Linked DNA regions of Sus scrofa: region 1 is linked to region 2. Evidence: chromatin contacts called from public HiChIP or PLAC-seq data. All regions are on one chromosome and are shown on one strand. Each heading gives the region's core, a stretch centred on a gene start, on an enhancer-like site or on the middle of the called end of the contact. The rest is flanking DNA. Distances are from core to core; before and after follow the strand shown. Region 1 overlaps CSGALNACT2 (chondroitin sulfate N-acetylgalactosaminyltransferase 2). Region 2 overlaps BMS1 (ribosome biogenesis protein BMS1 homolog).

Region 1 (6,958 bases), core at 683-3,182, 290 kb after region 2:
GCTAAAAATGGGAAATGGTGGAGTTCCTGTTGTGGCTCAGAAGAAACGAATCTGACTAGCACTCATGAGGATGTAGGTCAATCCCTGGACTTGCTCAGTGGGTGAAGGATCCAGCGTTGCCGTGAGCTGCAGTATAGGTTGCAGAGGTGGTTCGGATCCTGTGTGGCTGTGGCGTAGGCTGGCAGCTGCAGCTCCGAATTTGACCCCTAGCCTGGGAACTTCTATATGCCATGGGTGCAGCCCTAAAAAGACCAAAAAAAAAGAAAAAAAAAGAGAAAAGGGAAATGCTGTATATGATTTTTAGAAATTTTAATCCTAAAATAGCTAATATTTTATATGTACCCTTTTCTATGTGGGAGGTACTGTTCAGTTTTTTATTTTTTGTTTTTTTTCATGCATGTTAACTCATTTAATCCTGCAACAACCTCGGAGGTAGGGACTGCTATTACCCCTAGTTTACAGAGGAGACAGCTATAAGAATTTCTGTGTAGTCGCCCTGCATCTCACTCAGATTTGTTATGTCCAGAACCGAGCTCCACATCATTCCTCTCTGGGCTGGCCCTTTCCCCCCTGCTCCCCCTCTTGGGGAAGGAACCATCACATACCCACAGTCAGAACAGCAGTCTGCTATCATTCTTGGTTGATCCTTCCCTCTTATGCCCCACTCCTGCCAGACTCATGTGAGTTCTTTGTCCTACATCCATCAGATTTTTTTTCTTTCTGTACGTACCATGATAGTCTGTAGTCCAGCCTCCCATCCCCAGGTTGTAACTGTTGCCTCTTAATCAGCTTCCCTGCCTCTGTCCTTGCCTTCTTACGTCTTATCTCTTCTCTCTTATCAGCCAGAATGATCTTCTAAAAACATCATCTGATCCTGTTACTCCTTCTGCTCCTACTCTTCAGAGAATTCCCTTGGCCATTAGGATTAAGCCCAAACCCCGTGACCAGGCGCACATGGTTCTCTCTGAGGTGGCCCTACTGATCACTCTAGGCCAGGGGTCAGTCTGTGGCCTCTAGGCCAAATGTGGCCTGCTGTCTAGTTTTGTATGGCCTTCAAGTTAAGAATGGTTGAAAAATATTTTTAAAAGGATGGTATTTCATAGCACATGAAAATTGTATGAAATTCTGATTTCAGTGGCCATAAATAAAATTTTTTGTAACACAGCATGTTCATTTGGTTATTTATTGTTAATGACTGCTTTTACACTACAGTGGCTGAGTTGAGTAGGTGAGGCAAAGGTTCTGTGTCCTGCAGAACTTAATAAAAGTTTACCGAGCCCTGTTTCACATTTGTGGGCACCTTCTGACCCCAGTGTTTAGTCCCACCATCTTTCATCCACAATTCTCTCTCCCACCTCAGGCCTGTGCACAAACTATTCATTTGCCTGGAACTTTCTCCCAGCACATTTTCTGTCACTTAGCTAACTCCTCCTTATCTCTCAGATCCCAGCTCTAGCTTCATTTCTAGGAGGAAGCTGAGGATGCTGCAGCTTGGGTGAGGTGCCTCTCTCCTTTCTATCAGCCTCCTTATATCCATATCCATCCACACTTCCCTCCTTACCCAATTCAGACACCATGGACAGGCATTGTCCATGGCCTCTTTTCAGCTATATATTTACCTCTTTCATCTCTCACTCCTTCTAGTTTTCTCTTAGAACCCCAACCGGGTTAAGGACAACTCTGTCCACAGAGGAGCAGAATATGGAGAGTGGGAAACATCCAGTCCCAGTACACAGCAGAGCTTTAACTATGTGACCACAGGCCTCAGGGGTTTCAGACTGCCCTGACATCCTGTGCCTTACCCTTGTTCACCCACTCTTTGTTCTCCAAGCCAGCCACACTGTCTTTCTCACACCTCCCAGCAACACTCAGTGTTCCTTACTCCCCGTGTATCCTGCTTCACATCTCACTTAGAAGCTGTCAGATGTTCACTTCCTTATTCTCCTGTCCTAAGATCCATCAGCCTCACTGCCTCTGTGTCACATCCTCAGCCTCTCCCCAGTCTCAGTGGAGGAACTGCCCCCATCCCTTTGTAAGCCTAGCTCATCCTTTTGTAGTAAACTAGTTAGAACCCATCCCTCATGCCTAACCAAGGACACCCTACAGCCATTGTTCACTCTCTCCTGTCCTAATGTTTTGCCTCTTCTAGGGCATTACCATAAGCATATCAGAAATACTCTAATACTGGAGTTCTCTGATGGTTCAGCAGCTTAAGGATCCGGCATTGTCACTGCTGTGGCTCAGGTCACTGCTGTGGTGAGAATTTGATCCCTGGCCTGGGAACTTCTACATGCTGTGAGCACAGCCAAAAAGGAAAAAAAAAAAAAAAATTATTTAAAAAAAAACTGTAGTAACACTGAAGTTTGAAAAATACAATAGCTGTTTCTTAATTTTTTTTTTTTCTTTTTAGGGCCGTACCCATGGCATATGGAGGTTCCCAAGCCAGGGACTGAATCCAAGCTGTAGCTGCAACCTGTGCCATAACTGTGGCAATGCCAGATCATTTAACCCACTGCACTGGACCAGGGATCAAACCTGCGCCTCACAAGTGACCTGAGTCACTGCACTCAGATTCTTAACCCACCAGTGCCATGATGGGAACTCCCGTATAATAGCTGTTTCTTGACCTGTTTTCTGAACTTGCCCATGGTTTCTGAGCTCTCGCCACAGTTGTTTCTTTACTGTTTGTCCAACACTTCAAGTGCACTTGTACCTCAGAGCCATTGTACATGCTGTGTCTCGAAAAGATCGCGAGATACTTGCGTAGCTTGCTCCCTAATTTCACTAAGGTCCCTGCTCAAATGCTAACTCCTCAGAGAAACCCTTTGTGGCCATTATATCTAAAACAGGCCTTCTATCATGCTCTCTCTTCTTCCTACTGCATCTTTCGTCCTGGCATGAATCACTACCTGAGACGTATATTTATTTATTTATTTGTTCTTTTCCCATCAAAACAGAGCCTCTGTGGTAGCAGGGACTTGGTCACCTCTGTTTACTGCTGGATTCCAGCTCCCAGAGCCAAATCCAACAGATTAAACACTTGATGAATGCCTGCATTAAAAAAAAAAAAGTTTATAGGAGTTTCCTGGTAGCCTAACAATTAGGAATCTATCGTCACTTCTGCGGCATGGGTTCGATCCCTGGCCCGGGAACTTCCATAGGCATAGCCGATAGATAGATAGATAGATAAAAAAGGTTTATCAAGCTTCAACTTTTACTTGATTCCGCAGGCTCAATATCATCAAAGTCCTGATTTTCTTTCTCTACTTGGACTTCAGTGGTGACTTCTCCATTTTAAAGCTGTTTTCCCTCATGGTGGAAAAGTAGTGCAGCAGTTCCAAACTTCACATCTATACCCTACACTAAGGGTTGGCAGACTTATTCTATAAAGAACCACATAGAAAATATTTTAGGTTTTGCAGGTCATGCAGTACCTGTTGCAGGTATTCAACTCTGCCATTGTACCATGAACACACCCATAGAGAGTTTATAAACAAATGAGTGTGGCTGTGTTCCAATAAAATTATTTATAAAACCAGGTGGCAGGCTAGATGTAGCCTGGAGGCTTTAGTTTGCTTACTCCTGCCCTACACCATCCAAAGAGAGAGCAGGTGTCTTTTCTAGTATCTCTCTCAGAAGAGTGAGGGAGCTTTGTTTTCCAAAGTTCCAAACAGCCCTCTTTTTTTTTAGCATGTTGACCTGAACTTTGTCTAATGCCTGTTAGTGAGTCAGTTCCCACAGTAAGTGGAGTGAGACTGTCTCACTGGTGTAGGGTGCCCATGACCCTTCTACGTGCAAGTAGAAGGCGCATCCCTGAAGTTCACAGGCTGCATGATGCCAAGTAATTACCAGAGCAGAACTTTACACAACCAGGAAGGGGGCAGGGGATAAGCACCAAATAAGGTCTACTGTGAAGAACTGATATGTGCTGGTATGTGCTCATGCAAGCTAGTGTCTTCCTAAAATAGAATGTAAACCCCTTAAGGTCACATCATTTTCTTTGATCATGAGCTTGCCACCTTGTACAAGGCTTGCATTCAGTTAAATTAAGAGTGGCAGGAATCCTGTGCTCATTGGAATTACTATTTGGAGTGGAGGGGGCAGTTTGTAAGCATTTAATAATACAAATGCATGTGATCCATTATCAGTCACATAAATGACAGGAAAAAGTATTATTTGGAAAATATTTTAATTTGTTTCATTGTTGATTAAAACAACTTCCAGTTTTTGAGGGATTAAATTGAATTTTATTTTTTAAACTTTAGGTTCACAAAAAGGATTCTGGCTTTTGGCGAGATTTTGGCTTTGGAATGACTTGTCAGTATCGATCAGATTTCCTGACCATTGGTAAGTATACCTTAGATTTAAGGATAGGACTCTAGGTATTTACTATAATACTTTACGTCATTTATCTAAAAGATTTCAGATTTGAGTGTCTTTCCTATTAAATTGTGAATGTTTAAGATTAGCTAAAGAGTCTGGAAATATGAAAGGCAAAGTGAGTTTATAATTAGCATTTCTTTGTGGTTCTTTCTTAGAATTTCTGCCTGTCTGCTTACGTTACCTATATTCTTGCATGTTGTCTACTTTTTCCATTAGAGTCCTTAGCAGACTAATCATAGTAGTTTTAAATTCATGGTCCTATAGTTCCAACATCCCTGTCATATTTGAGTCTAGTTCTGATATTTGCTTTTTCTCTTCAAACTGTTTTTTGACTTTTAGTTTGCCTAATATTTTTCTTCACAGCTGAACATGACTACTGGGTAAAGGAAAGTGCAGTAAATAGACCTTTAGTGAAGTGATGGTGAGGTGTGGGAGAAGAGGAGATGTTCTTTTGTCCTATTACATGGTCTCACTCTGTTAAAGAGTTTGTGAGTCTGTACTTAGAACTTCACAATTGTTTCTCAGGCACTGCCCCAACCTTAGGTGGAGCAGGATGGCCATAGTGGGCTGGAGTTGGGTATGTCCCTTCTCCCAGATAGGTTAGACTCTGGTAAAATAGTTTTTCCTGAGGGAAGGCCTTGTTCAGAAGAGCAAAATGCTCTGGCATATTTTAAGAGGGTTACTTTCCCCCTTCTTTTGTAAGCACTGGGGGATTTCTCAACAGTCTTCACCATGAGGACCTGGTAGACCTGGAGGTAAAACTCACAGAAGTGTAGAGGCCCCTCCAGGAGTTTCCAACTGCTAGACTTTTCCATTGAGCCTCTAGCAGTTCATCAATTATAGTTCAGATTTTCCTACCCCAGTACTGGTTCCCCTGGAGATTTCTACTCGTTGGTTTCTTCTCTCATAGTTGCAATTCTGTCTTACCCACCTATTTATCTCTAAATAGTTTGCTCTGTGACTGTTATTTCTCTGAGAGGTCTGAGAAGAGTTGTTTTCACTTTGTTCAACTTTTTACTTGTTATCAGAACAGAGTGATGACTTCTAAGTTCTGTACATACTGGACCAGAAACAAGAAGTTCTCTGTTTGTTTTCGCTATCTACACTATCTCTAATATTTGAAGAGCTTGTTCATATCTATAAGGAAAAAAAGCCAAGATATAGCAATTAGTAAAACTGTGACAATTTAAATTAATACTTTTCAGAGATCTCAGCATTACTGTCATCCTGTGACTATGCTATTAAGTGACATAGAATTATTTGACAAAAACATAATTTGGAAACCAAGCTATTAATTAAAGAATAAATGTTTTCTTCATTTTTAGGAATCTTTTCTAACTTTTTAAAAAAAAACTCAAATTTTTCTTTAAAAAATTAGTTCCGTTTAGATTAATTTGAAATAGTCTAAACTCTCCCTTTTTGTTGGTAAGGCTGTAAGTGACATTTGTGTTGCCAGGTCTACTTGATTCTTTGTAAATTCTTAATTGAGCAGCACACCATTGACCATTTCTTCCTGAAGACGCTTTCTTCATTGACTGCTAAATTGGCACATTCTCCAGAATTTCCTCCCTCTGCTAGAGCCATCTCTCAGTCTCTTTTACTGACTTGTCTTTCTCTGCCTGTTTACCCTCTAGAAACTGGCCTTTCTTAGCATTTAGGCATGAGCTCTGTTTTCTTTCTAAAAACTCTAGCAGTTTCATCCACTTTTGTGGCTTTAAGTCATCTGTGTGCCCATTCTCAATTTTATGTTTCCACCTTGACCATTTCTTCTGTTTTCCCCTCTGAGAAGTTTTCTGTGACCCAGAAAAAGTTGGATCTCAAAGGACAGAAAGAAAACATAATGAAATATTAAGGGTGGCAATATCATGTGTGATTTATATTTCCCTCTCCTTTATTTGACTTTCTAGAGATTTTCTGTAGAACTTTGAAGTTTACAAAGTATTCTCAAATATTTCATCTTGTTTTGATATTCTCAACAACAGACCTTGAGCGTCTAGATGCCAGCTGGTAACTGGAATTCCAAACCAGAACATCAGTCCTCTACTTCAGGTGTCTTTGGACTGTACAGTACCATCTCATTTGAAGCAGAATGCTTAAATATTTATCAGGCCTGACTGTGCTCTTGGCTGCCAGGCAGTTATTTAATAGTGTCAGTTTTGTTCCTGCAGGTGGATTTGACATGGAAGTAAAAGGTTGGGGTGGAGAAGATGTTCATCTTTATCGAAAATACTTACATGGTGACCTGATTGTGATTCGGACTCCAGTTCCTGGCCTTTTCCACCTCTGGCATGAGAAGCGCTGCGCTGATGAGTTGACCCCTGAGCAGTACCGCATGTGCATCCAGTCCAAAGCCATGAACGAGGCCTCTCACTCGCACCTGGGAATGCTGGTTTTCAGGGAGGAGATAGAGACACATCTTCACAAACAGGCCTATAGGACAAATAGCGAAGCTGTTGGTTAATGTAATCATGGACGTGTTAGTCTGAACCGGAAGCCAGCACTATTTATTTAGCCTTAATTCCAGTTCCAGATGCAGTGCCTCTTTCAGAGAAGACGTGCTTATCTTGCGTTCTTG
Region 2 (7,170 bases), core at 2,362-4,861:
TAACTGGAGCCAGATGATAGAAGACTTCTCTGGCATTTTGCTTCAAAGATAAGCAGAGGAATGAGGCAATAGTGAGAGGAAGTAGAATCAAAAGATTTTAAGATGAGAGAAATAACAGGCAAGATTTGTTGGTATAAAGGCCAACAAGAGTGGATGATCTAGTATGCAAGTAAAGTTTGGCATTAAATAGAGGCATGGATAATCTATAACAGCTGCCCAGTTGAACTTCCTGTGATAGTGGAAGTATGTATCTCTGCTGTCCTATACCTTGTCCACTAGCCAGCATGTTGATACTGACCACCTGAAGTGTGGCTGATGTGACTGAGAGGCTGAATTGTTACAATTACATTTAATTTTAATAAATTTCAATTTAAATAGCCATGTTGGCCTACCATATTAAACAGTGCAGAGCTGTGATAAAAGACTGAATATGGGTTCTATACATGGTTCCTCTGTTTAGAAATTGCTCTTTTTTGAAAATGGTAATCTTATATTTATTGATGACAACAGCATTATGGGTTTTTAATTTTTCCCCCTTTTATATATAGATTAATCGGGCGGAATTTGAAGATCAAGATGATGAAGCCAGAGTTCAGTATGAGGGTTTTCGACCTGGGATGTATGTTCGAATTGAGATAGAAAATGTACCCTGTGAATTCGTGCTTAACTTTGACCCCCATTACCCAATTATTTTGGGTGGTTTGGGCAATAGTGAAGGCAATGTTGGATATGTACAGGTAGGTGCCCTTTGCTGCGTGCTTAATAATTGAGGTTCTTTGGACGTACTTGGCACCAGTAATCTTACTGAGATCCCTTTCCCCTCAGATGCGTCTGAAGAAACATCGTTGGTATAAAAAAATCCTCAAGTCCCGAGATCCAATCATTTTTTCTGTTGGGTGGAGGCGGTTCCAGACTATCCCGCTTTATTATATTGAAGACCACAATGGAAGACAGAGGCTTCTGAAATACACCCCACAGCACATGCATTGTGGAGCAACCTTTTGGGGTAAAAAGGAATTAGAATAAACTTGCTCGTAGGTTAATTTAAGGCTCTTCTTTTCTTTCTTTCTTTCTTTCTTTCTTTTTTTTTTTGGTCTTTTTAGAGCTATACCTGTGGCATACGGAAGTTCCCAGGTTAGGGGTCAAATCAGAGCTGTAACAGTCAACCTACACTGCAGCTCACGGCAACCAGATCCCTAACCCACTGAGCAGGGCCAGGGGTCAAAACTGCATCTTATGGATACTAGTCGGGTTCCTTACCGCTGAGCCACGACAGGAACTCCTAAACCTTTTAAGCTTTTATCATTATAGTTTTGCTTTTTTCCTTTTATGAAATCCCAGTTCATAAGATTTTTCTTTTTTGGATTGGAGTCTATATATAAAATGGAATCCAGAATGTATGGTTCAATGTATTTCTTTCTTTTTTTTTTTTTTTTTTTTCTTTAAGGTCCTATCACTCCACAGGGTACTGGGTTCTTGGCAATACAGTCTGTCAGTGGCATAATGGTAACTATCTTGGATGTTTTATTTTATAGACTGAGTTTCAGAAATATGTCTTGAATATGGAATATGTACCTGAAACTTTAAGTTGAAAATTACTCATTTTTAGTATTTGTAGTAAACTTCTCTTTGCTTTCAATATTCGTACGTCTTTTTAAGTAAAGTATGGGAGTGGAGAAGAAGGAAGTAAAAGAATTTTAATGGTACTGATGACATTTCTGTATTTTTATGTTTTTATGGACATGCTAAAAATATTTTAGCAGTGCTCACTATGAGCTTAGCACTCTGCTAAGTTGTGGTATATACATCAGGTACTACTAGACATAAGACTACCACCAGTAATGCTGGTTTAGCAAAGTATGTTCACACAGTCTTCATTTGACCAATCAGAGCAGGTTTTATTGGCTCCATTTAACAGAAAACTGAATAATGAGCAATTGGAATCCACCCTGAATGTCTAAAATTTAATTTCTCAAACATTGTAACCAGATTTTCATATTCCTTTTCATTCATGCATCATTGTGAAACTGTGTTACTATGAAATCACCCTCAGACAGTAGTATAGTATAATAGTATTACAGTATTATACTATCAAATAGATTTTGTTAAAATACTGTTTTGCATGTTCAGATATTCTCATTTTTCTTATGTGATTGTAAGTGAAATGCACTTTGGTAATTTATTGCATTAGAGAGAAATAAGTTTTTCTCCTGCTGATAGTATTCCTGTATCAGATTTTGGGGATTCCTTTTTAGCCTGATTTCCGGATAGCTGCCACAGGAGTTGTCCTTGATCTGGATAAATCTATAAAAATTGTGAAGAAATTAAAGCTAACTGGCTTTCCATATAAAATTTTCAAGAACACTTCATTCATTAAGGTCTGTATATCTGTGTATTCACGTATTTAATATGTTGTTAAAGGAGTAATGAATTCTAATATAGGTCTAAGAGATAAGTCTGAAAAGTGCTTGAAATCTTTCATAATCTTAGTCTTTGATATTTTTAGTTTACTTCTATATATTAGTCTCTGTGTTACTTAATATGTTCAGAAATCTTTAGGTGAAGTAAAATAGAGATATTTGGTGATTGAGGCTATTACTTTTTACTCCCATATGAGGCTGTTGCAGAGCTAATATTGAAAATATGTAATCCTATTCACTGGGTTTTGTTTCCTACCTTTTCGGTTTGTATTAAGAGAGGGGAAAATCATAGCATTTTCAAACAGATCATTAGAAAAATAGACAAAGCAATTTGCAGAAGTACTTGTTGGCAAGGGTACAGAGAAATGGACACTCTGTTAATGCAGTATATCATAGAAGGGTAGTTTGGGCAACACCTACTGAAAATTTCTTTAGCAGGGGATGTTTCCATTAAAAACACAGAGTTAAGATGATCGATCACGAAATGTTCTTATAAGGGAATACTACCATCAGCATTTATCCAGCTCTCTTTATTTTCTGAGTGTGTACACCTAAGTAATAGGATAAGAGCTGTAGTCCAGCTTTGTGAGATGATGGCAAAGGCCATCGGGGCCACTTCAGTCCAATAAATATCTTTTTGATCTTCTTTTCTACAAAGGTAGTGATGAGCATGTTAGTGCCTACAATAGAATCTTGATTAATATTTTATTTGAGGGAAAATAGAATTGTATTCCTTTTGACCTAGTAATTCCAATGAATTATTTTTTTTGTTTTTTAACCAAGGATATATTTATGAACTGAGAGGTAAAATATCTAACTTTGTATGTATATTTGTTTTCTTTTATATATATACTTATAGGGAATGTTTAATTCTGCCTTGGAAGTGGCCAAATTTGAAGGTGCTGTGATTCGAACTGTCAGTGGAATAAGGGGACAGATCAAGAAGGCACTCAGGGCTCCAGAAGGAGCTTTCCGGGCCACCTTTGAGGATAAATTGCTGATGAGTGGTAAATATCCTTTGTGGTGTGTTTTTAACGTTGTGTTACCATTCACTATTGGCTTCTAGCCAGTATGAAGTACAGGTGGCAGTTTTAAGTCTTTAGAAACAGGAGTCAGCTATAGCTCTCCCTAGTTGGAGCATCTTGGGTATTATGCCAAGTCATGCTGTGTCTAGAGCCATGTGATTCACCCAGTGAAAGTTTTATGGGTGTGGATATGATTGACACACCCAATGAAAGAGTAGTTCACTGGGCAAAGTCTCTCTTCAAATACTTTGCATCTAGCTGGAGAAGTTTGGGGTCAGTATTTTGTTCTCTTATTTACTGAGATGAATATGAATCTTTTGAAAATGTTAATATGGAGCTCCCATTGTGGCTGAGTGGGTTAAGAACCCAATTAGTATCCATAGGGATGTGGGTTTGACGCCTGGCCTTGCTCAGTGGGTTAAGGATACGGCGTTGCCGAAAACTGCACCCGAGTTGCTAGGGCTGTGGCATAGGCCGGCAGCTACAGCTCCAATTCAACCCCTAGCCTGGGAACTTCCATATGCTGCAGATGTGGCCTTAAAAGGGGTGGGAGGGAAGAAAGTGTTAATGTAAATTTCTTCTCTTTCCAGATATTGTCTTCATGAGAACTTGGTATCCTGTCTCCGTTCCAGCCTTCTATAACCCTGTAACATCTTTGTTGAAACCAGTTGGTGAGAAAGACACCTGGTCAGGAATGCGGACAACTGGTCAACTCCGGCTTGTCCATGGCATCAAACTAAAACCCAACAAAGATTCTCTGTATAAGGTATAGTCACACATGTGCTCTATAGATAGTGTCATCCAGAAGATATGCTGTAATATTCTCATGGTTTGAATTTTCAAGTAGAAAGTCTAACATTAAATTTGAATAAACATGTCGTATATTCGTAGACTATTTTGGAAGGAACACAGGAAAAGTGGTGGTCTTCACCTCAGACTATTTTTTTTGTACCATATACACATATTACTTTTAAAAACATTAATGTGCTAATTCTTATTGAAACAATGTGGAAGTATGTGTTTTCTTGAAAGTTTTAATAAGCTTTTTATTGAAATGTTAACATACAGAAATTCACACACAAATCAAAAGTATATACAACTCAATGAATTTTAGTACATAAAAGTTGCCATCACCTGGATCAAGCAAGAGAATTACTAGCACAAAAGAAGCCCTCTTGTGACCTCTCCCAGTCAGTCACTCACTATCCCACCTCCATTTCAAACCAGCCATCATCTTAGTTCCTGACGTGTAAATTCCTTCCACCTTTTTTTGAGTTTTATAAAATATATAGTATTTTGCCTGATTTCTTTCCTTCAGTATTATGAGATTCATTCATGTTCTAGTATATAGCAGACATTTATTTTTTGTTATTGTTGAGTAGAATTTCATTGTATGACAGTGTCAGTTTATCCATCAAGGGACAGTATTTCCAGGTTTAGGCTATCATGAGAGCTGCCCTGAACAGTTATATGCAACTTGTTTGGCATACATGTGCACACACTTCTGTTATGTAGATCCTTGTGGGTGGGATTGCCAGGGTACATGTGTTCAACAGCAGTGTGTGATGGTTGTAGTATTCAGAGCTCATACCAGGTTAGGCTCCAACAGCTTATTAGTTTTCTAGCTGTTCCACATCGTTTCCAGTAGTTGGCCTCATCGGTGGGGGGTTTTTTTTTGGCTGCATCTGCAGCATGTACAAGTTCCTGGGCCAGGGATTGTATCCGCCCCATTGCAGTAACCAGAACCACAGCAGTGACACCACTGCTGTGATCCTTAACCTGCTGAACCGCCAGGCACTCCTAGTATTTTTTTCTCCTTTTTTTCGGGCCCATCTGTGACATGTGGAGATTTCCTGGGCCAGAGACCAACTCTGAGTGACTGAGTGACAGAGTTCCTCACCACAGCTGCAGCAACACCAGATCCTTAACTCACTGTGCCACAGCAGGAACTCCTAGTCTTTTTTAAGTTCTCTGTTCCTGTCTCAAATATCATTTTCATTCAGATTTTGGCCTCTGAGAACTTCCATTATTTCATTCACAGCTTAACAATGCATTTGAAAAGATTTGTTAATGCAGAAGATTTAATTGTTTTGTAATAAGAGGGTAGTTCAGGGTTTCAGTCTTCCATTCTGCTAGAAATGGAAGTTTTCCACGAATTAGTTTTTCTGTAAAGCAGTTAATAAAATTTGGATCATATTGCCATGAATTTCTCTTAAAATATACTTTGGAGTTCCCATCATGGCTCAACGGTTAGTGAACCCAACTAGCATCCATGATGACATGGGTTCGATTCCTGGCCTCGCTCTGTGGGTTAAGGATCTGGCATTGCGTGAGCTGTGGTGTAGGCCAGTGGCTATAGCTCTGAGTTGACCTCTAGCCTGGGAACCTGCACATGCCGTAGGTACAGCCCTAAAAAGACAAGAACACCAAAATACACACACACACACACACACACACACACTGTATACTTCAGGACAGAGTACCTATTGTCTAGTATGTGGTGCTTACTCTTTTTTTGAAAAAGAGATTTCTCTGAGTTCTTTCAAAAGTTTCTTAAACAGAGAATATTGAGAGGGTGATGTCTTTAACAATAAATTTAAGGGTATAGAAGAAATATTTATATAGTTGTCAACCTTGGAAAAGGTTTAGGGCAAAACTTTGAACTGCTTCTGAGACAGTTAAAAATTTTGGTCATCTCAATTAAGCATAGAATTTGGTTAGCTTGAAAACTGAATGTAGAGGAGTTTTGCATTCATTTGTCATTTAAATCTTTTTCTCAGCTAGCCTTCTACTAAAAATAGAATGAAGTTAAACTTCTTAATGAGAATCAGGGATGGGGACACTTTGGTTGCTGCCTGGAGAAAGAACCATGTCCTTAAATCCAGAGAGGTTGATAGTCAAGATGAAAAGCTAGATTAGGCTAGAAAAAAACCATTTCAGTCCCCCAACATAAGGCCTTCATTTTCCATTAGTAGAAATTTTGGATCTTTTCATCTGCTCTGTTGAGACCCCATTGTCCATACTACAGAAATGTGCACAGTTGATTTCTTGGAAGAATTGTAAATATGTATATTCTTTATATTCCTTTGTTTTGGCTGTGGCTATCTATGCATGCTCATCAAGGCAATTTATATTTGATGAATGACTGAGTCCTCATTTCTGATGATGATCTATTGGAAACTCTGATGTTACTAATCTTGTGGAAAAATCAATCCATTGAGAAGATTTTATGTGAGTTTTAATGCACTAGATGATAATTTAGATATTTCACAGTCTTTGTTTTCTTTTTCTTTTTCTTTTCCAGCCAATTATAAGGCAAAAGAAACATTTTAATTCACTGCATATTCCAAAAGCTTTGCAGAAGGCCCTGCCATTTAAGAGCAAGCCCAAGACCCAAGCAAAGGCAGGCAAGACTCCAAAGGACAGACTGAGACCAGCCGTCATACGGGAGCCTCATGAAAGGAAGGTACTGTCAAGGGATGGCTTCCAGCACATTGCTTTTAGAAGTGAAAATAATGTTTTCAGTAATACACTTGGCATTTCTACTGCATTCTCATTTTTCATCAGGAAAAGATAAAGGCCAGACTTATTCAAGGCACTAGATCTGAAGTTAGAAGAAAGGCCAGAGTCCATTTCCCTTTTGTTTAGTCATGTTCTGCCTTATACGTTTTAATGGGGAATAATAGGCACACAGCTGGCAAATCACTCTTAGCTGTACATAGTAC

The links. HiChIP or PLAC-seq counts read pairs in DNA pulled down with a chosen protein or histone mark.
Region 1: an H3K27ac HiChIP or PLAC-seq map of alveolar macrophages shows a contact between it and region 2. The contact joins two enhancer-like sites. A contact is called at or near these places in 1 of 47 Hi-C or Micro-C datasets (embryonic fibroblasts) and 1 of 2 datasets of contacts at active chromatin or transcription factors (alveolar macrophages).

What each region holds. Positions count from the first base shown.
Region 1 is chr14:61,406,364-61,413,321 of Sscrofa11.1, forward strand. It overlaps CSGALNACT2 (chondroitin sulfate N-acetylgalactosaminyltransferase 2), which reads left to right. Exons shown (of 8, transcript XM_001926417.6): 7 at 4,266-4,347; 8 at 6,552-6,958. The coding sequence ends at 6,844. Among named protein-coding and RNA genes, the nearest start is that of CSGALNACT2, 38 kb to the left of the region's middle. Within about 2 kb of position 1,933, at least 3 of the 83 cell types and tissues checked have an H3K27ac peak or open chromatin away from gene starts, as enhancers often do. A contact at or near this core is called in alveolar macrophages, where this site is marked.
Region 2 is chr14:61,118,025-61,125,194 of Sscrofa11.1, forward strand. BMS1 (ribosome biogenesis protein BMS1 homolog) reads left to right here. Exons shown (of 24, transcript XM_005670994.3): 17 at 549-737; 18 at 826-1,006; 19 at 1,448-1,506; 20 at 2,256-2,378; 21 at 3,280-3,427; 22 at 4,036-4,211; 23 at 6,750-6,911. Among named protein-coding and RNA genes, the nearest start is that of BMS1, 66 kb to the left of the region's middle. Within about 2 kb of position 3,612, at least 4 of the 83 cell types and tissues checked have an H3K27ac peak or open chromatin away from gene starts, as enhancers often do. A contact at or near this core is called in alveolar macrophages, where this site is marked.